Linked DNA regions of Sus scrofa: regions 2, 3 and 4 are each linked to region 1. The links are chromatin contacts, called in public promoter capture Hi-C and targeted proximity ligation maps. All regions are on one chromosome and are shown on one strand. The core of a region is the stretch at or near the end of the contact, and the rest is flanking DNA. Distances in the headings are between cores, read along the strand shown.

Region 1 (5,362 bases), core at 1,637-4,136:
ATACCCTGTGGCTTGGAGATACTGTTAAACACCTGCAAGGAAGCCCTCCATGGGCTAAGTGTTCTGATCCAGAGATTCAGTCCCTGTAGAGGAGGGAGCAGAGAAGGCTGAACCCCAAGTAACTGAAGTAGGAGATGTAGACAGAACAGTGTCTCTCTTTTTTTTTTTTTTTTTTTTTTTTTTTTTTGGCTTTTGTCTTTTGTTGTTGTTGTTGTTGCTATTTCTTGGGCCGCTCCCGCGGCATATGGAGATTCCCAGGCTAGGGGTTGAAGCGGAGCTGTAGCCACCAGCCTACGCCAGAGCCACAGCAACGCGGGATCCGAGCCGCATCTGCAACCTACACCACAGCTCACGGCAACACCGGATCCTTAACCCACTGAGCAAGGGCAGGGACCGAACCCGCAACCTCATGGTTCCTAGTCGGATTCGTTAACCACTGCGCCACGACGGGAACTCCAGAACAGTGTCTCTTGAGAAGTGTGTGACATGCTTAGGAAAGGTGCCTTGAAGAATCCCCTTCCAGTGTTCCAGCACAGGTGGCAAAGCTTCACCTGTAAGGTAATTTCCCTCACTAGACTGTTGGGAAGATGGTAAGATAATTCACATAAAGAACATAGCAGAACTGAGTATAACAGTCAATCTGTCTTTTCACTGTGGCTATCATTACATTGGCTCTCCCACCATTTGGGGAATTTGGCACTTCAGTTATGCCTGAATGGCTTCTTCTTCCACCAACTTTGTCATTCAATTTCTTCCAGTAAATAAAACCACTTTGATAAAACCCAAGAAATAAAACAAACAAAAACCTCCCACGTACCCTTGGCATACACATCTCATGTTCCTACCATATAAAGGACTACAAATTTCTTAATATTTTTCTCTTGAGTGTACATAGTACTTTCAAAGAAATTTTTTCAGATATTGACTCAATAGAGAATATGTGCCCTGTGCCAGGCACTGGGGATACAGAGATAAACACATCCTTGCCTTGAAGAGGTTCAGTCTCAAGGACACAGCATCACTGACCAAGTGGTAATACCACAATATACATGAGAGAGGAGCACAGCAGGGAGGGGTTTTGTACTCATTTAAAATAACTCCTTATCCTTCCACAGAGTTTGTTGGGATGTGGAGAAATATTTCTTTGGGGGAGGAGGATAATGTGTGGAGTAGCTTCTCGAAGGAAGCAGATTAAACAGGATGAATTGGTTTTTGACAAGTGGCAAAGAGCAGGGTATTCCAGACAGACAGCAGCCTAAAAAGGACACAAAGACTGGGAAAGTGTGTGATTTATGGAAAGGTGAGAAGGCAGTTTGCCTATAGCTGAAGTGTGAGCTTGATGTCTGGTGGAAATGGTAGAGAAAAGCTAGAAAAGTAGGTGGGAACAATTGTGCATGGCCTGTACGCCATAGCTGCCAGCGGATTGTACTGCTGGGCTACTTGCGATGAATACAAGCGTCCTCGTTTGGGCTGCTTTAACAAACTACCACTGACTGGGTGGCTTAAATAGCAAACATTTATTACCTATGGTTCTAGAGGTGGGAAATCAGAAATCATGGTGCCAGTAGGGTTACGTTCTGGTGAGAGTCCTGTTCCAGGTTGCAGATAGCTGGCTTCTCATTGTATCCTCACATGGCAGAAAGAGAGAGAGCTCTGATCTCTTATTCTTTTTATAGGGGCACCAATCCCTTTCTAGAGAGTCCCACACTCATGACCTAATTACTTCCCAAAGGCCCCACTTCCCAATACCATCACATTGGGCATTAGGGCTTAGAGAATTTTGGAAGAACACATTCAGTCCATGACAAACAGCATCTTTGAGATTCCTAGTGATTTTTTTTTCCCCCCTCAGACATTCCTTATAGATTACATTTCTAGTAGAGGTGGATGGAGCCATATCTTCCTTTTTATGTTACTGTACAATAGGGTCTGGCAAAAATAGCTCCTCTCTTGACTTTTAAGCTTTAACTTTACCAAAGATCAATGGCTGATAAAGAAACAGAATCAAAGGGAACAAGTCTTACACAGGCATACAGAAACAGTCCAGCTATTTTATCCTGCTTCCTGAATTTGAAGAACAAGTCCATAGCAGCTGACATTTTTTTTTTTTTTTTCTTTTGGAGCAGAGGGTTGGTAAGGCCCTGTTCTCGGCTCACACTCCACGTTTTTATTACAGACCTCTTCTGTGCGGTGCTGGGAATGCAGCAGTAAACAACTCAGTGCACTCCTGGAAAAGCTTAAATCTGAGGGTGCTTCAAGCTTCTTTTAAGTGTCATTGAAGAGACAGTCATTTCTTTTGAAAACAAATCTCCTTATAAGAGAAATTTATCACCCTGCTAGACAGGTTTACATTATATTGTATTCTGGTTAAACAAAGCAAATATTAGCATTGTATTGTAATATCTTTGTAAACCATAACAGATTGAAGTATTTCTTAGAAAGAAGTGATTTATGGTTTCAAATCTTAGAGGCTAAGTAATTAATCTGCTGTTTTCTAAAATACAACTTAGTTTTAATAAAATGACTTGACTAGGCTTACTTGTTCTGCAATGCACCTTGCTTAAAGCTCAAAAAATATTTTATAATCTTAAAGTCCTATAGAACCTCTATTAGTAAACAGTTGTGTATGGATTGTGAAATTAGCCTTCCGATTTTTTATAGACGTTTTTTGTTCGTTTTTGTTTTTGTTTTGATAAATCGGAGTGCACCCGTTTTTAATTCTATTCAGCGCAATGGTGGGGAATTTAATACTCAAGACTTAAGTTTTCTACAAGCCTGAATTTAAAGCTCAAGGTGAGGACAATACAGAAAGGAATGAGTGTGCAGTTTTGAAGAGTTTATTTGGCAGATTTTTATTTTCATTATACAAACCACAGAAAGTGAAGCTGGGTAAAATCTCAAACTTTAAAAGCCTCTGAGAAGATAGTGGTTTTTGCCTAAAGGCAACTCAGAAGGGGGGAGGGGGCAGGGACCAGGAGGCTGGTGATTTAAATCATTGAAAGATAAAGTGAAATCAGGAAAACCTGATTAATTCGTGCAAGATCTCCGCGTTTGATTGTCATGCGGAGAGTTCAAGGTTGTGCTTAGAAAGGGGAACTAAAGAAGGGTGATACTAGGGCAGAGGATGTGTTTGGGGAGGGAAAGAACCCGAGTGAGGGTGGGTTTGGGGAGCCGGTGATGGGAGAAAGCGCGCTGGAGGCAAAAAGCGCGCCACGAGCCTCCCGCCGGGCCGGGCCGGGCGCGGTGGCCCTAAGCCAGGGCGCAGTGCTCGGGGCTGGGAGACGAGCTGTGAGAGAGGCGGCACCCAGCGGCAAAGTCCGGTGCGAGCCCAGGGGCCAGGTGGAGCGCACTGGTCTCCGTCCGTAAAAGGTGCGCAGGCCACCCGCCCGAGAGCTGATCGCCCCGAGGGAAAGAGGCGGGAGCCACAGTGCGAGCGGGCGAGAACTCCTCCCCCGGCGCCTCCGCTATCTGGGTCAGGACACCGCCGGACCTTGGGGCCCACAGGCTCCGGGGCTACTGTCGGCCCGCCGCTCCCCTCTCGACAGCTCCTCCTCAAGTTGCAGGTCTCCGACTGCAGAAAGGCCCTCGCAGGGAGCACAAGTGCGCCCACAGGTAGGCAGCGGGCGGGTCGGCGGGTTCGGGCGTACGCGGCCGGGGGGTCGAGAGCTGAGGGGGCATTTCCGGCGGCGGCCACCGCACTTCCGGGTCGTGTGTGCGTCCTTCTCGCCGCCGCATCCCTTGCGAGGCATCCTCCTGCTTCTGGGCGCTGCAGATGGTTGTCTTGGCAGCTACCTCGGCGCAGCGCTTGCCCAGCCAGCGCCTGCCCAGCCAGCGCCTCGCAAGCTTCAACCGCTGAGGTCGTCAGTACTTCCGCGCGGGCGCCCGTCGTGGGTTGCGTGGGGACCCGGCAGAGTGCTGCCTCGGCCTGGCAGGTCCCTGAAAACCACGATGAGTTTCTTCGGGAGACACTTAGTAGCCTCTCACCTGGGTCTTTCTTAACCCTTCAGCCTTCTGCAAACGGTTTTGTTTTGTTTTGCTCAATCTGGGATTCTCTACCTATTTTACACAAAATGAAGGCCAGGTTTTCAGTGCGGCAAACATTTGCAAATAAGCCAAACATGAGGGAGCCCTAGATGAAAAAAAAGGTTTTAAGATAGGAAAAATAATGAAAACCAAGTGAAATGTGAGTATTAGAATTTACTTCGAAAGTATCAAGTTATCCAGGTCGCTGTGAGAATCTAATGCCCAGTTCAAGGGCTCAGAGCAATTCCCTTGGGAAACTAAAAACTTAGGGTTGTTTGTAACCTGTACTGTGCCTTTACCTGTCTTGCGAAATTTTTCATCTCCCGAGTTTATCAGAGTTCTATATTTTATGTATTTCCCGCTACGAATCTGCTGATGAATTAAGTGAATATAGATGCTAGATATTGCTGAAAGCATTGTAAATAACTTGGTAAAGCATAATTTCCATATCTCAAGATTAACGTTAATTAAAACTAGAACATGAACATTAAATGTTTTCTGAAGTTAATTTTTGACAGTTTCTACAAAGGAATTGTAGAGATTTCTGTAGAGTCAACTTTTTGATGATTTGCTATTTCAGCAGAATTTTTGATTCTCATCTCTGCAAATAACCTTTAATTATCTATTACACATTAAATTTAGATGCCAGTAATTTGTAATAAAATCTGTTCTTTTACATTGTCATTATTAGCACCTTGCAAATTGAAACAGGGACACTTTACCTGATTATCTAGTCACTATATTTTTAAATTACTGTGTTTTTATAAACACAGTAAAGTGCAAGTGTATCCTGCTAATATGGTAATTCTATTAAAGTTACGTAAATAATGTAATATATAGTATAACCTTTGAAATAATACTGTAGGCAAGCAAGCGTTCTCATTTATTACTCTTCTGTATTACTATTTTTATATGAATGACTTTTTTCAAATTAGTGACTTACGGAGTTCCCATCATGGCTCAGTGGTTAATGAATCCGACTAGGAACCATGAGGTTGAGGGTTCGATCCCTGGCCTTGCTCAGTGGGTTAAGGATCCGGCGCTGCCATGAGCTGTGGTGTAGGTTGCAGATGAGGCTCGGAGTCCGTGTTGCTTTGGCTCTGGTGTAGGCCGGCAGCTTCAGCTCTGATTGAACCCCTATCCTGGGAACCTCCATATGCCTCGGGAGCAGCCCAAGAAATGGCAAAAAGACAAAAAAAAAATTACTGGCTCATAAGCACATCCATTTTATATACATGTAAAACTCAAACATAGCTTGAGCTATTATTCTCTAATTGTGGATATTTAAAGCCAATAACTGTTCCATTGATTCTAATTTTTTCCTCAGTTGATTTTTTTT
Region 2 (5,362 bases), core at 782-3,281, 940 kb before region 1:
CGGCTCTAATTAGACCCCTAGCCTGGGAACCTCCATATGCCGCAGGTGTGGCCCTCAAAAGACAAAAGACCAAAAAAAAAAAACCAAAAAACAAAAAACTATGGCACATTTTCTAAGTTTCTCCATGGATGCTTAATTGAACTGGAGCACAAACCAAGATACTGTAAAAATGTAGTGCCCTTAGTATAAGCACCAATGGGAAACCTACTTGAAGTTTAACATTTGCCATAAATAACCCAGTAAGTAGTGTGTGTGTATATATTGGGGCAGGGAGGGGGTAAGGTAGAGAGGGCAAAACTGAGGAGTAACTACAGTTACTCAATAAATACGCATTCAATAAATACGCTGAATAAATAAATGATGAAACTGAAGTTCAGAAAAGTTAAAGGATTTCCTCAAGGTCAAAGAGCAGGCAGCAAGCACAGCTTATACTGTAACCCCTTCTGCTTGCTCTTTCCACAACCACTTGCACTACACCAAAGCAGCCTGTTACAGCACATGATTCTATTTAACATGATTGTTTCTTCTTTCCTCTTAAGTGCCAAAGAAAATACATGGTACCAAAAAAAGTGACACAGTGGGTAGCACTTTAACTTCAAGTGTTTCACCAACCAAAACTATACTCAGATTTCACAAGCATACAGGATTAGCCAGAAAGACAGAAAGGCAGAGCCACTCGTAGTTCTTTAAATTCCTTGTGAAATTAGTGTATGCCTTGGAAGTTTTAAAAACAGCCACTGAAACCTACTTACCAGTTCAGAATGGCCTGCAAAGTATCAGCCTCACTTTCATTCTTCCAAGATCCCACAATAGCTCCTCCCTGGATATACTTTATCTTGTAGATTATGCAAGGAAATGTAACCAACTTTGAAGCTCCTTTTAGTTCCTTTTAAAGTACAAGTCAGTCTCACAAAACCCTGAACATAAAATTAACCCTTGGGAAGTTTTAGATTCTGAGAACAAGAAACCATCTCTGAACCATTATCTGACTGTGATTATCTATCTAGATTCTTCATTCAAAATCCACGAGTCTGAAATATCTAAAAGAAACGCGGGATGGGATGAGGAAGAAGTAAAAGAAGAAACATTTACATATATAAAAAGGGAGCAGATATTCCTAGTAACACTTTGACCCAACGGCAGCTTCTTGCCTTAAAGTCAAGGCCTCACGGATACAACTTCTGTTGTCTTCTCTGATCGCCTTCCTCACAGAGAGGCGCCAACTGTCAATACCTTTTCCAGGCATCTTCTCTAGACCTAGGAGGGCCACTCACTAGGATAGGGGATGATTTGCTCATCTCTCAAAACTACTGTCAGCCCAATTAGTAAACTGAAAGGGAAGACCTAAAATGTGGAATGGCGAGAGAGTTCAAACAAGCCTGAGAGTTAAGAGTGGGAAGGAGCAGACGAAAAGGTGCGGGGAGGGTAAACAACGCATGGGGGGGGGAGCTGGGAGTGGGAACCCGGGTCGAGGAAGTGGGGTCACCTAAAGGCAAAGGTGAAGGGAGGAAGGGGATGAGGTTCTGGGTGGGATGGGCTGGAGCAAAGGGGGAGGGGACGAGCGAGCGGAGCGGGGGAGGGGGAAGGGTCCGGGGCGGGGCGGAAGAGAGCGGAGAGGCGGGATGAAGACGGCCAGGCCGGGAGGGTCTTTACCTGCAGCTCCGCCCGCTCTACTTCCCACTGGGCTCTCTCCACTTCGAAGCGGGCCCACTCGTGCTGAAGGAAGTGCAGGATTCCCGGGAGGCTGTACTGGGCTCGCGCCGCCCCCGCCGCAGCCGCCCCGTCGCCGGCCGCGGCAGCCTCCGCCAGAGGCCCGAGACCCTTGGCACCGCTGGCGCCCGGGTGGTTGTTGCTGAAGAAGACGCCGGGACCCGCCTGCTCGTCCATGGCGGCCGCAGGAACCCGGGGAGCTGCCCAGGCGCCCAGCAGCTGAGGCAACGGCGGCGGCCAGCAGCGTCTCCTCCTCCCTCCGCCGCTCCCCGCCCACACCCCAGTCAGCAGGGAGCAGCCGCCTGGGCGCGGGGGCCGGCCGAGCTCGGGACGGGCCGGGAAATGGGTCAACTGCGGTGCGCGGGCGGCGCGGGGCTTGCTGGGAAATGTAGTCGCGGGGCGTGGTGCCGGCGAGCACCGCCCGGGCTGCCTGAGGGGTTGCGACCGGCTGCGGCTCCACCGCGGCCCCGCCCCCGGGCCCGCCCCAGCCCATGGCGGAGAAGGGGCGGCCCCCGGCGGGGAGCGCGGGTTTCCTCTTGGTTAAGCAGGGGCTGGCTGGCGGTCCTCCAGCCTCCCTAGCACGCGGAAGTTCTTGGGCGGCGCTCACTGTGGCGCGCATACACACACACACACAAGGCGCTCACTGTTGCAGACACACACACACACACACACACACACACGGAAGTTACCGCGCCGAAATGCCAGCCTAAGCTGCACATCTCCTACGGCTTCCTGGTAGTTCTGTTAAGAAACAAGCTCAAAGCAAGCTTCGCCGGTCCGACCCCATGGCCCGGGATTCTCTAGCCAGCACGCTCGGACCTCTCCCTTCTGCTCTGTCTAGAGTGATTCTCTGACCCAAGACACTCCACTTCTGTCCATCTCCTTATCGCGGTCGTTCCTGCCTTTTTTCTCGCTAGAGGTTCAGTCAAACCTGTTGCCTGATCACTTTTCATTTAGAAGGAACTAATCATCTCTCTGTCCTGAACGCAACACAGCAGCTTTCTGTTTCTTGCAATTTTTGGTTTGGTGACACCACATCTAAAACAGGGCTCTGCTTCACCTCCTTTATAGCTTGCAGTAAATCCTGTAAACGTTACAAATATCCAAGGCTCTTTTATTTCGAACTCATTTTTCCTTATCCCTGAGCAGTCGGTACACATTTCAACAAATATTTGACTGTAAGTTATCTCATTGGGGATATAAAGATAAATGACACAGTTCCTGTCTTCAAAGGCAGACTGGCAACTATACAATCAATTCTCGCAATGCCCTAAAGTTACACTATTTAAAAGAACAAAATCCCTTTCTACTCCCTAGAGCTATCTTAGGTATCCGGGCACCTCTCCTTTTTCACTTGTCCGGTTCCCAGTTTCTTCCACGTTTCACTTGCAATCTGGCAATAGTATTAATCTACCAAAGGCCCATCAAAGTCCTTTCAAGTGTTTCTCTCTAAATGTTATCCTTCTCCCAAGTTCTTGAAATTATGTCACTTATTAATTCACACTACAATGATAATGAAAGGAAGGGACCTGAAAAAATTTAACAAGTGAAAATGAAATTAAGCACTTATTTTGTCCCTACAAAAAGTTATTTGTAGTTCTTTTGTGGGATGGGCTTCTGGGATATCAAACCTAATGGCCATGGAAAAAAATATAAAAATATAGGCTAGTGAGTGACATGTCAGGGAAGGACATCCTGTCCCTGTATTCCCCCTCCCCCTCTTCCCACTGCTACTTGTGGAAAGGACAGGAAACACATTGTATCTGCTCTGGTTGCAAATAAAGATGGCTAGCTCTCTTCTCCCAGTTATTGAATGTTTCTGCTTTATGAATTCATTCTTTATTGTAATAAAAGTTTGATCCAGGCCTGGCCAACTCCCTGTGTCATAAATTATTTTGGCTGTAAGTATCCTTTGAGATACTGCCCAGTCCTCTCATTTTACGGTTTGGGATTCTAAAGAAGTTTAACTTTTTCACAATAAGACTTTGAGTGAGTGGCGCAGGCAAAACTAGAAATGAGAATTACTGATTGTTAGTTCATCAATCTTTCCATTAACAGATTATCTCCTCCCTTACTTATCAAATCTATCAGAGTATTGAGGGGACAGTAATGCAACAATGGCGTATTTTTTCATCTGAGGGATTTAAGTAATCTTACAAGATTGCAATTTTTTGTTTTTGAATGTTAAAAGTTTTTTTTTCCCCCTCTAATAGAAAACATGTCTTGAAGTTCCCTTGTGGTGCACTGGTTTAAGGATCCTGCATTGTCATTGCAGCAGGTTGGGTTGCTGCTATGGCACAGGATGGATCCATGGCCTAGGAACTTTCACATGTCCCAAGTGTGGCCTAAAAAAAAAAAAAGAAAAAAAAGAAAGGAAAAGAAGAGAAAGATGTATCAGATAATTCCTTTAGATAAGTTTATAACTTACTATAAATGATTAAATTTAACGGTAGAACCTATAACTCTTTCGGAGAGAATCATTAAGAAAAAATTCCTGGAGTTCCCGTCGTGGCGCAGTGGTTAACGAATCCGACTAGGAACCATGAGCTTTCGGGTTCGGTCCCTGCCCTTGCTCAGTGGGTTAACGATCCGGCATTGCCGTGAGCTGTGGTGTAGGTTGCAGACACGGCTCGGATCCTGAGTTGCTGTGGCTGTGGCGTAGGCTGGTGGCTACAGCTCCAATTCGACCCCTAGCCTGGGAATCTCCATATGCCGCGGGAGCGGCCCAAGAAATAGCAAAAAGACAAAAAAAAAAAAAAAAGAAAGAAAAAGAAAAAATTCCTCTGGCGCAGACCAGAGGTTCAGCAGGTTAAGAATCTGACTAGCTATCTGGTGGGAGCAGATTGGATGCAGCTTCATTCAGCATTATTACCAGGTATTTGATAATGACAGAACCTAATTGGGTATAATTTCTATTAACACATCATGCCTTTCATGGGAAGGACAGCAATTCCAGGGGAAAGCTGCCACTGTGGAGAAATTGTCCAGCCTTCCATTCCAGAAAATCTAGCATAGGATCATGGCGCAGGACTGTCAACCCATACCAGATAGCTGCATCATCAGTATGGTTCTGGGCAGCCTCAAGGGTGATGAACCCCATCATGGGGTTCCACCAGATATTCCTATTAAAAAACATCAGGAGTTCCCATGGTGGTTCAGGGGAAACAAATCTGACTAGTACCCTTCAGGACACACAGAATCCATCCCTGGCCTCACTCAGTGGGATAGGGATCTGGCATTGCCCTGAGCTGTGGCGTACATTGCAGACTCTGATCAGATCCTATGTTGCTATGGCTGTGGCATAGGCTGCCAGCCGAAGTTCCAATTTGACCCCTAGCCTGTGAACTTCCATATGCCGCGGGTGCAGCCCTAAAAAGACAATAAATAAATAAATATGTTAAAAAATATAAAATAAAGAACATTAACAATGCTTGGGTCTGGAGTTCCTGTTGTGGCTAAGCAGTTAACGAACCTGACTAGCATCCATGAGGACGTGGGTTCAATACCTGGCCTCGCTCAGTGGGTTAAGGATTCAGCATTGCCATGAGCTGTGGTGTGGGTCGGAGATGCGGCTCAGAGCCCGAGTTGCTGTGGCTCTGGAGTAGGCTGGCAGCTACAGCTCCAATTTGACCCCTAGCCTGGGAATCTCTAT
Region 3 (5,362 bases), core at 918-3,417, 660 kb before region 1:
ATCCAAAGTAGCCAGCATAAGATAATCTTGCTGCATAAAAACATAAGAAAGTTAAAAATAAATTACAAATCCAACAGTTTAGTTAAAACTTAAAAAGTTAATATCCTTGAAATCAATTATCCATGAAATTGAGTTTTCATGGTACTGCCTGGGCTCCTACCCACACCCTAAGTACTTGATGGATCAAAGATTTAAATGTGAAAAGTAAAACCATAAACTAACACAAGAAAGGACAACATGATTTAAAAAACGATCCCAGTCTTTCCAAATTTACAGAAAAGCTCAGGGCCCATGAAGAATGGATAAATCAATCATTCTCTCATACACAAAAATCAAAAGACAAATAATAAACTGGCAAAAACAAATGGCAACTCACATCAAAATAATTTGGCTTATTATTTAATATAAAAGTTCCTATATATTAGGGAAGGAAGTGACAACACAACAGAAAAATGTGCAAGGGATACAAACAAACAGTTCATGGGGGAGGGGACACAAGATGCATATCCTTTGACACGGCAGTTTCATTTCTACAAATTTCTGTTACACACACACTTATAAATGTGGGTGAAAAATATATATATACACAAGGTTATTTACTGAACATTATTTAAAATAGCAAAAGATCTACAACTTAAATATCCACAATATATGGCTGGCTAGATATACTAAGACAACGACCCATGTAACTTTATGTAGTGATATACTAAGACAACGACCCATGTAACTTTATGTAGTGATATTGGGGGGAGGGTGGATCTCTAAAATAGTAAGAAGAAAAGATTTAAAATATTACAGGTACTGTACGGTACCATTTGTACAAAAAAAATATAACACAAGTGTAGGGGTGTATGTGTGTATTTGCTTGGAAAATATAAAAGACACAAAAGTGACTGCTTCCCAGAAGGGAAATTACATGATTGGAGATAAAAATGGGAAGATGATTTCATCATGTACCTTACCATGTTTCATTTTTTTCATGTTTCTCTTCAAAAAAAAATGATTTTTTTAACATGTGCATATACTACCTACTCAAAAATTAAATATGACCCAAGTACAGAGCAAACTGTGGGATCTGCTCCTATAAAGTGCATTTCTCCTGCCTCTCTTTATTTGTTCATCCTATCCCGCCCACCCACAAAGTCTGGTCTCAAAATCAAAACACTTAATGAAAAGCTAAACTATGTCACGTATTTGCTCCAAATCATCTAAAGTTTTTCACCAAATTCACAGCATAAGCCCACCATCTTACCTCCCTGACATCATTTCTTACTGCTCTCCTCTCACCTCACTCTGCCTCAGGTACACTGACATTTTTATTTTTCCTGGAACAACACAATCAGAAAGGCTCACTCCTTTCCTTCAGTTTTCTGCTCAAAAACCTCAGTGGTGGGTTCCCTGATCACTTAGTTTAAACATAAACGCCCTCCCCCACTCATCCTCCTCCTTCCGTGTTTTATTTTTCTCCATAGCTCTACCCAGCGTCTGATATACTACGTATTCCGAAGTTTGGTTTCTTTCCCTTAATTAGGATGTGACTTCCAAGAGCGCAGAGAGCTTCGTGAGTGTACAGTGTACACGTGCGTGTGCTTGTGAGAAGTTAAATTCCAAGACCAGTGAGAAGTTAAAATTCCAAACACCGACGTTAGGACCAAAAAGTCAATCCTCTCCAACTTGATGGAGTGTCAATTATATACTACGTAAATAAAACGAGAGGCTCACCTACATCTTAAGAAACGACACCGCATGAAAACGTTCAGTTCTAAACCTCTTGTAAAGAGCAATGGGAAAGAATTAAAGGCGGGAAGCGCCCAGAACACATTCCCACGCTGGAATCTGGAATCAAGACGTCCTATTCCGCAGCTCCGGGGCTTCCGGGTCACTGGCCTAGCCACTCGCGGGACCACCCCACGCGCTTCTGTCTCCCTTCTCCGGGAGTCTGAGGCCATTACCTTGGTGCCTCCGAGCCGTAACACCTCCTCCAGAGAAAACCCATTCTCGGCTTCATCGTTATCATCTTCGTCGTCCTCGTCTGGATCTTCTACCTCCTCCTCCTCTGGGGGCCAGGGTCGTTTGGCGTGGAACTCCAAAAGTTTCTTGGAGGCCGCCATGGCAAACAAGGCACGCGCACTCGTCCCACAATTCCCTTCCGCTACGATCTATGACGTACTTCCTTCAGGGGGCGTGTCCTCCCCCGGAAATGGGAATAATCCCCACCCCCTGGCGGGGCGAAGCTGCCTGCGAAGTTCGACATGAGTGTCCTAGCGAGGGTTGCCGCCGGGCGCCTGGCAGCTGCTCGAGCGGGTAAGCGTTCTATTAGCCGCAGTCCCAGTTGCCGGGGAAATCGCCCCGGGCACCTTCCTGGGATGGGGTGGCGGCTCCGGGGCGCTCTGGGCTGCAGGCAGCTGGAGCCCAGCTTCACGAGATGGCTTTGTGGTCGTGGGCCAGGCGCGTGCCTGCGGCTCCCTATGAGCGTGCTGCCCGGGTCCACGTTCCTGGCTCCGGCCAAGGTGAAGGGTTAACGAAGCCGCATTGAAATCACTCAGGCTGCTGGGCCCATGTCAATACTAAGGTTTCTAATGAGTCCTGTTTAATGTGTTTTTTGCAGTCATTCCTTGTCTTTGGAGAGGGCAGTACTTCAGCTCCGGGAAAGAGCCGGCAGAAGACAACTCAGTGACTCCTATGCTTAGGCATCTTATATACAAAATCAAGTCCACTGGTCCCATCACTGTGGCCGAGTACATGAGGGAGGTCTTGACCAACCCCGCCAAGGTATGGGTTGAGGAGGCTAGGACCAGACCAGTCCTAGAAGAGCTGTGGGTTGTGAGCCAGAAGGGTGTGCGCAGAGAGGAACCCAGGGGTCCTCAGCCCGGCGGGTGCCTTCCTGGCAAAGAGCCATTCTTGGACAGAGTAATGCATGTCAGTTGGTCAGGGCTGGGTCAAGTCAGCGACAGTGGCTTTAAAGAGGAGAGGATAAATTCTAAAGATGCTCAGGAGACAGCATAATGATGATTGGATTTATAAGATGAGAGAGGGATGACTTTCCTGTCTGGGTTGATGGTAGATATTGGAGTCATTTCTCACAAAAAAAGGGAGCTTAGGAGGAGTGGGAGCAGCAGCCATTTTAGGAGGGAGAGGAAGGACAGAGCAAAGTCCCATGTATGAATTTGAAGTATATACGGGGCTCAGGTGGAAATGTCTAGTAGGCATCAGGAAATATGAATTTAGTGCCTGGAAAGCTGTGTTGGGATGGCATCAGCAGCCATTGGAAGCATATTGTGTGTTTTCTTCTTGAGAATGGAAGGTCCCTGGGCCTTTATGTTCTAGCATTAAGCACTGTCACAGCTTTTTTGTTTGTTTGTTTGTTTGTTTGTTTGGTCTTTTTTAGTGTCACACCTGTGGCATGTGGAGGTTCCCAGGCTAAGGGTCAAATCAGAGCTGTAGCCGCTGGCTACAAGAAGCAAACAGATCTGAGTCTGCTCTACCCACAGTCCAGTGACACTGAATCCTCAGCCCAATAAGTGAGGCCAGGGATTGAACCTGCATCCTCATGGATACTAGTCAGAGTCATTTCTCTTGAGCTATGACGGGAACTCCGGTCACAGCTTTCTGACCTTCATTTCCTTATCTGCGCTACAGAGTCACTTGGTCAAAGCCTGGGGTCCTTTATATTTCAGAATGGTTCACTTTTTGGTGGGTTGAAATAAGAGATCTGCAGAACTCTGGAGTTTCTTTGGCCTTTTGCTGTTGAATATAGTGGAGTGACCCAGGGTCCAGAGGTTTAGTAAAGGCAAGATTCCTTTAAATGCCTGTGCACAGTGCTACAATGTACCAGAAGTTCATATTTAGAGCAAACATCTCTGGGTTACAGAGGAGGCCCCTCATCATTTATTCATTTATTCATTTACTGTGGTGGCATGTGTGCCAGACACTGTCTCAGGCACTGGGAATACTTCAGTGAACAGTGGGGCATGGCACTTAGTTCTAGTGAGAAAATGAGCTGTAAACAAGGACAAGAATAATTAAAACAGGTTGATAGGATTGAAAGTAATTTGTGCAGTGGAAATAGGGGTTGTAGAAGTTTTCTTAGGTGGGTGGTTCGAGAAGGCCAGTACATTTCAGCTGAGGCATGAAGGATGGGGATGGGCCAGTTTGGCAAAAGACTGGAAGAAGTGAGTTCCCAGCAGAGGAGCCAGAAACAAAGTTTTTAAGCTGAATAATGCCTTGGTGCATTCTGAGAAGAGAAGGGCACCAATGTGGCTGGAGGGCCGTGCCTGGGGGTGGCTAAGGAGGGTTAATGGTGAGGAAAGTGGTATGAGTTTGGAGTGGATTGAGTTCATGCAGTGCTTTCATGAATTTTAGATTTTTGTGTTAGTGCAATGGGAAACCTTCAGAAGTTGTGTCATGTGTATTGCACTGGTGATGACATCATTGTGGAGAGAGTGAGTGACCAGTTGGCTCTGAGTCTAGAGCTCACGGGACAGATTTAGTATGTGTATGTAAATTTGGTCATTATCAGTCTAGAGATGATGTTAAAATCAAAGGAGGGAGGGAACACCTAAAGAAGATTTTTCAGAATTAAGCCTTGCGGTAACTCTAATTAATTAATTTATTGCTTTTTAGGGCCACACCTGTGGCATATGGAGGTTCCCAGGCTAGGGGTCAAATCAGAACTGTAGCCACTGACCTGCGCCAGAGCCACAGCAATGCCAGATCTGAGTCGCATCTGTGACCTACACCATGGTTCGTGGCAATGCTGGATCCTTAACCCACTGAGCGAGGCCAGGGACTGAACCCGCAACCTCGTGGTTCCTAGTTGGATTCATTTCTGCTGAGCCACGACAGAAACTCCAAGATATTTAGAGTAGGCTCTTAACCTAGGGGTCCTTGAATAGAAATTAGGGGGTTTGTGAACTTGGATGTGAAAAAAATTTTACAACTTTATTTTCATTAACTTCTAACTGAAGTTTAATATTTCTCTAATTATGAACATAGCCAGCAACCAGTAGCATCAGCAATACGTGTGATTTTGTCATCAGTAGAAAATCACCAATACTGTCATATTGCAACAGTGATCAGATGTCTTAAAATACTGTGGCACTTCTCTGTACTCCATAACTCATTGTTTTGAAACTAAAAGCTCAGGAGTTCCCATCTTGGCGCAGTGCTTAACAAATCCGCCTAGGAACCATGAGGATGCGGGTTCGATCTCTGGCCTTGCTCAGTGGGTTAAGGATCCAGCATTGCTGTGAGCTGTGGTGTAGATCGCAGACACGGCTCGGATCCCGCATTGCTTGGCTCTCGCGTAGGCTGGCAGCTACAGCTCCCATTAGACCCCTAGCCTCGGAACCTCCCATATGCC
Region 4 (5,362 bases), core at 1,073-3,572, 530 kb before region 1:
AGTTTATCCAGTAATAAGAATATGGACTGCCAGTCTGGCACTGCTGTATGAATTTATGTTGAGCTTGATATATTTTCATCACCTCTCTGCACCAGTGGTATCTGAGAAATCTGACTGCCTAGTACCCAACGAGTAATTTCTTACATATGACCACTATAACCTAACCACACAAGTGGAGAAAACTTTCTTCTACACTGAAATTAAAATTAAAACAACTAAGTACAGTATCTCTAGTTTTTTCATTAACAAGACAACTGCTCTAGAGGAGCACATACAAGTTCAGTGTGAATTACATAATCAAACTCAAAAGTACTATCTGCACAGATTATGAGTCACAGACATAATAAAAATTATAGTAGCCAATAATTTCCCCAAATATTAAGTTCTGTAAAACTAGTTTCTTTTAAAAATGAGCAGATAACTCCAATATGGTAATATTTTAATCAATTTTAGAATGCCTTTTTAAAAATGAAAACACCATGTCCATTGATTCATTTTTTCTGTATATTTTTTAAATTGTTACATAATTTCAAAAATTTAATATTCAAAAACTTTATTTTAGCTCTTTTTCACGTGTGTGGCAGTGTTTAGATGAAAAACAGTCCACTGAGAGAGAAACTGCTATTTTAAAGAGGTCATCTCATGAAACTGAAAGCTTATAAAATTTGTACATTTAAGACTCATTACAATCTAGGATGCTTAAAAAATTCATTTCAAGATAATTAACCAGACAACATTCTTGAACCATTCTAAAAAGTTAAATGCTATAGTTAAATTATAGAATTTAGGATGGAAAAGGCTTGTCAAATATTCAAGCGCCTATGATCAGGCCTATCACATCTCTATTACCTAAGAAGCAAAACTTAACTAACATAGGCTTTCTTTGACACGTTTTAAATAATTTTACTAAAACTTGTAACTTTTTTTGACTGAATGTCCATGCTTACTCTCAATCCAGATCCTAACAGGAAAGGAGGAAAGCGTTCCTTTATTAAGTAAAAGTGGCCTAGACCTCGGTCGAGGAACTTTATGGGCGCCTTCAGCAGCAAATTCATAAGTATTCCCCACCCTCACTGCCTTAAAGTTGATAAGTAAGCTTGATCTAAGCAAAATCAGAGCGGCTAAGACTTTAGGAACTGCAGCCTTAAGTACAAAGTAGAAACAGAACAGGATAACATTTTCTAGGGTACAAATCACAGAATTTTAAACATTTTCGTTTCATTTACGACTACAGCTCATTAAAGCTATGTCGAACAAAATAGTAGTTCAGGGTGTAACTTATCCTTCCTAATCAAAGATGACACCGATAGTCTTATTTCCTGTGGGGATGGGTGTGGCTGAAGAGACAGTTACGTCCAAGCCATCAATCTGTGTATGGAAAAGTCTGCAAGTCTCACACACGCTGTCGCTCGCTTTACATTCGTGCCTGCACGCGGCAAGGCCTATGCTGCTGTCGGCGATGACTTGAAATAAAATATCCAACAGGCAATCTAATAGTATGTGGTTATATTTATTGCTCGAAGAAACAGTCACGCTTCTCGGTGTTTCATCTTAAGAAAAAGCTCCCAGGGATGAAACCGACTCGGAGCAACGCTGCAACTTGCAAAACTACACACAGTCAGGAAACCGGGGTGGGGGCTTACGTTCCTTCTCTAAGCACCGTTGACTCACCCTTGAAGACAACTACAAACTAAAGTGGAGAAAATCAAAGGGAAAGGCTAACCCAAAATCCGACAGCTTGAGTAACGCGGGACTGGCGTGGGGAGCTTGTTGGGGGGACGTGGAAACAGACTGTGAGCTACGGGCCCGGCGCGGTGGTCGCTGGTGGAGCGCGACTCCGAGTTGGCGTCGGCGCCCACGCCGGAACTTGGCCCCATCTGGCGGCCGCGCCGGCGCCCCAGCTTGCCCCCGCGCCCACCGCCCGCTCCTCTCGCGGCGCGCTCAGCCAACTTACCACCCAGCCCCGGCGGCCGCCGCCCAGCCCGGCGCGGAGTCCGAGACCCGCCGCCGCCGCCGCGTGCGGGTGAGTGGGGGAGGGGCTGCCGCCTCACCCCACGGGCCGGGAGAACAAAGCGGCCGCCGCGGCGGCGCTAACTTTTTCGGTGTCTGTTCCGCGCTCCCTGAGGCGACTACTTACAGAAGCGGGCTCCGCCGGTCGTGAGAAACTCCGCGCCCGCCAGCGTCTGACTCCGGGACCAGACGCCAGCGAGGCTTCACGCGCTTCGCAGAATCCCGCCCGCCTCAGGCGCCCCTTCCTCCCTCCCTCCTCCCCGTCCCGTCCTAAGGCCCGAGGGCGGGGGGCCGGGGCGTGCGGGGCGGGGGCGCGCGAGGGGCGGGGGCGCGCGGCCGGCGCGGGGGCTGTCGGGAGCTGTAGTCTCCCCGGGGGCTCGACACGGTGGTAGCCACGCGGGGATGTTGCTCACTGTCTTGACATATAGCGCAGGGCAACAGGAGCTCCGGGTGCTTTCGGGCTCGCTCTGTACCCTTCGAAGTCCTGGCGTCTCCGTGACCGCGGGGGAGCGGGCTGCGACCGTGTACTAATTCCAGTTACACACTGTCCTTGATACCCATTATTGCTACTGAACTGTTTTTGTCGTCCGCTCTGATGGAGGCGATGGTGGCCAGGGGCCAAGAGGTGATTAAGTTGGACGCGGAACTTGTAAGAGGTCTGCAGCAGAGAGCAATTTCCTCCCTGAGAAATCTTCTCACTGCTCCCCGTTTCCCTCCCGAGTGCTTGTAGTCCAGGTGGTCGCCTGGCACAGGAGCCCCGGGCATTCCACACCAAGGCAGATGCTCCGAGCGCCCTTCGCCTAAAGCAGTCTCTGAGAAGTCTCTGCTTCCAGTGTTTTTTGTGTATCCTACTTGTCTTTAAACTCGAATGTGTTACCTACCGTCGGGGTGAAGTGCAGCGAAGAGTCACCCAACCTTGGCTTCCACGTGACTTTGACAACGGTGACGGGGGACGCAGGTGGGGTGAAATTTAGAGGAAAAATACATGAGGTGAAAAATTTTACATGTTTTATGTGAGAGAAAGGCATGAGCGGCTGAGACCCATTGTTCCTAGTTCTCCTTATATCCAAATTTCATCGCAAAAGTACTCAAGTAAAATACACTGAAACAAGCAGGTGGGCCACAGTCAACAATCTATATCCATTACTACGCAGAGGTCGAAGGCAGTTTTTGAGAATAGAAAGTAAAGAAAGCTAAATGGGTCCCCACTTTTTATACCAGGTCATCACTCTTAATAGATTTCCCTGGATTTAAAGTTAAATGGAATTTTAAAATCATTTATATTAAAGATGGGCAAGTAAAATTGTGTATAACCCTGGTCTACTCTGAAGCTATAGTGTTACCCCCCCCCTTTTTTTTTCCTTTTTCTTTGTTGGATGCTCAGGGACAGGGATCAGATCCAACCCGCAGTTTCAACTTAACATTGGATCCTTAACCCAACATGCGAAGCCAGGGATCGAACCTGTGTCCCAGCACTCCAAAGATGCCTCCAATCCTGTTTCACCACAGCAGGAATTCCTGAAGCTATATTTTAAAAAGACATCTCTGAAATATTTTTGGGAATTAGAAGATACTAAGTATTTCACATTCAGTAATATCTAATTCAATCTAATTGTATTTTATACCGAGTCTTACTCTGCTATTCTTTTACTTTAAAATTGAAAGTAAATTCACTCTAGTTTTTAAAAAAACATTCTTACCTAACTTTGTCTTTTTCTTCCTTCCACTTCCCACTGACGTTTTAGTCCAACCCTGAATATCCTCTCTCAGCAAGATTCCCAGGATCTCATTGGAGCAGTTTACAGCCAGTCCCATTTCACTAGTGACTTCCATTTTCACTCATGGTCCTTAAAGAGACAGAAGTTACTCTTCTGGAAGTAACTTTTCTAAATGAAACAAGCTGCTATTTTACAGAAGTGTAAGGATTTTTGTGTATGAGAATACATATGTGTGAGAATACACACACAAATATAGTCATTTCATTCCCAGTTTTCCACTTCTCTTTTTAAAAATAAAACCATCTCCTCCACTCCAGGTGAATCTTTCAACAATACATTTAAGTATAAGACTATCTTTGTACCTATAATTTTTTTTTTTTTGTTGTTGTTGTTGTTGTTGTTGCTATTTCTTGGGCCGCTCCCGCGGCATATGGAGGTTCCCAGGCTAGGGGTCGAATGGGAGCTGTAGCCACCGGCCTACGCCAGAGCCACAGCAACGCAGGATCCGAGCCGCGTCTGCAACCTACACCACAGCTCACGGCAACGCCGGATCCTTAACACACTGAGCAAGGGCAGGGACCGAACCCGCAACCTCATGGTTCCTAGTCGGATTCGTTAACCACTGCGCCACGACGGGAACTCCCCTATAATTTTTTTTGGTTGACGTGAACTACAGTTTCCTCAAGACAGTCCATTCCTATTCCAAGAACATTGAAGGGATAAAGATTACGTTTAATAAGTAAATGTGAGATTTTTTATCCCTGAGAGAAAATATAATCAGAATGACCAAGATGGAAAAGATTTTTCTTCTCGGTATTTTCTGAAAGCTAGGCGCTTACAGTCTTTTTCTTCTGTGGCTGTAGTTGCAAATCTTGCCCTACATTTACTTCTCCCCCCCCACACACACACCTTGTACTTAATAACACACAACATAACCATTCACATGGTTACCTAATACAAACAAAGAGTCAAAACTGTTGTGACTCAAGGTACAGAGTTACCTAATTCAGAACCTTAAATGCTGAAAAACCTGATTTGCTAAAGGCCCACTATAAGAAATAGTCAGTATTTTAAAACTTGAGCTGGTTTCAATTTATAGAATGTGATTACTGGAAAATTATTTTGTTTTTGTCTTTTTCCTTGACCTTGACACATGGGTGAAAAATTCAGAAAGCATTTGGGTGTAAATATAGAGTTAGTAAAATAGAGTAAAAAATACTTCAGGATCTATTTCTGTTTCAGCAGACATGCATTTGATATATTCTTCAAAATGTCCTTCCTGTTTCCACTGCCACTACCCTAGTCTACACCTTCCATATCTGGATTACTGCAAGAGATTTTAGTTGGTCTCCTTCTGGACTAGTGTGAACTGTTACACCCTTGAAACTGTCTTCTCTGATTTGGAAGCTGTAAATAGTTGTTCTGTGCTCCTTAGTCCTCAATAAATAATTTTCATGTCACTTATCACACTTTATTGGGGATTGAATGTACATTAGATGCCCCCTGGCCCTCTATCTGCCCTTCCCCTTACTGAGCTTGTAGAAGACCATGGTCTTCTGATTGGATATAAAGCCTATTAATTATAGCTGTCATTTTTTGAACACCAGCTCTAGGCCAGGCACATTCGTCCATTT

What was found. Promoter capture Hi-C pulls out the DNA fragments that hold promoters and counts their contacts.
Region 2: a promoter capture Hi-C map of liver shows a contact between it and region 1, with 4 times the contacts expected there. A contact is called at or near these places in 1 of 5 promoter capture datasets (liver) and 1 of 2 datasets of targeted methods (alveolar macrophages).
Region 3: a targeted proximity ligation map of alveolar macrophages shows a contact between it and region 1. A contact is called at or near these places in 2 of 2 datasets of targeted methods (alveolar macrophages and skeletal muscle).
Region 4: a contact with region 1 is called in a targeted proximity ligation map of skeletal muscle, with 5 times the contacts expected there. A contact is called at or near these places in 1 of 5 promoter capture datasets (liver) and 2 of 2 datasets of targeted methods (alveolar macrophages and skeletal muscle).

The regions. Positions count from the first base shown.
Region 1 is chr3:102,304,879-102,310,240 of Sscrofa11.1, reverse strand. It overlaps RMDN2 (regulator of microtubule dynamics protein 2), which reads left to right and starts at 2,886. Exons shown (of 13, transcript XM_021087623.1): 1 at 2,886-3,612.
Region 2 is chr3:103,246,495-103,251,856 of Sscrofa11.1, reverse strand. STRN (striatin) reads right to left here and starts at 2,031. Exons shown (of 19, transcript XM_013996218.2): 1 at 1,654-2,031. The coding sequence starts at 1,887.
Region 3 is chr3:102,961,018-102,966,379 of Sscrofa11.1, reverse strand. It overlaps CEBPZ (CCAAT/enhancer-binding protein zeta), which reads right to left and starts at 2,167. Exons shown (of 16, transcript XM_003125229.5): 1 at 1,953-2,167; 2 at 1-30. The coding sequence starts at 2,111. NDUFAF7 (protein arginine methyltransferase NDUFAF7, mitochondrial) reads left to right here and starts at 2,176. Exons shown (of 11, transcript XM_021087630.1): 1 at 2,176-2,304; 2 at 2,609-2,772. The coding sequence starts at 2,253.
Region 4 is chr3:102,839,104-102,844,465 of Sscrofa11.1, reverse strand. PRKD3 (serine/threonine-protein kinase D3) reads right to left here and starts at 2,322. Exons shown (of 19, transcript XM_013996212.2): 1 at 2,138-2,322.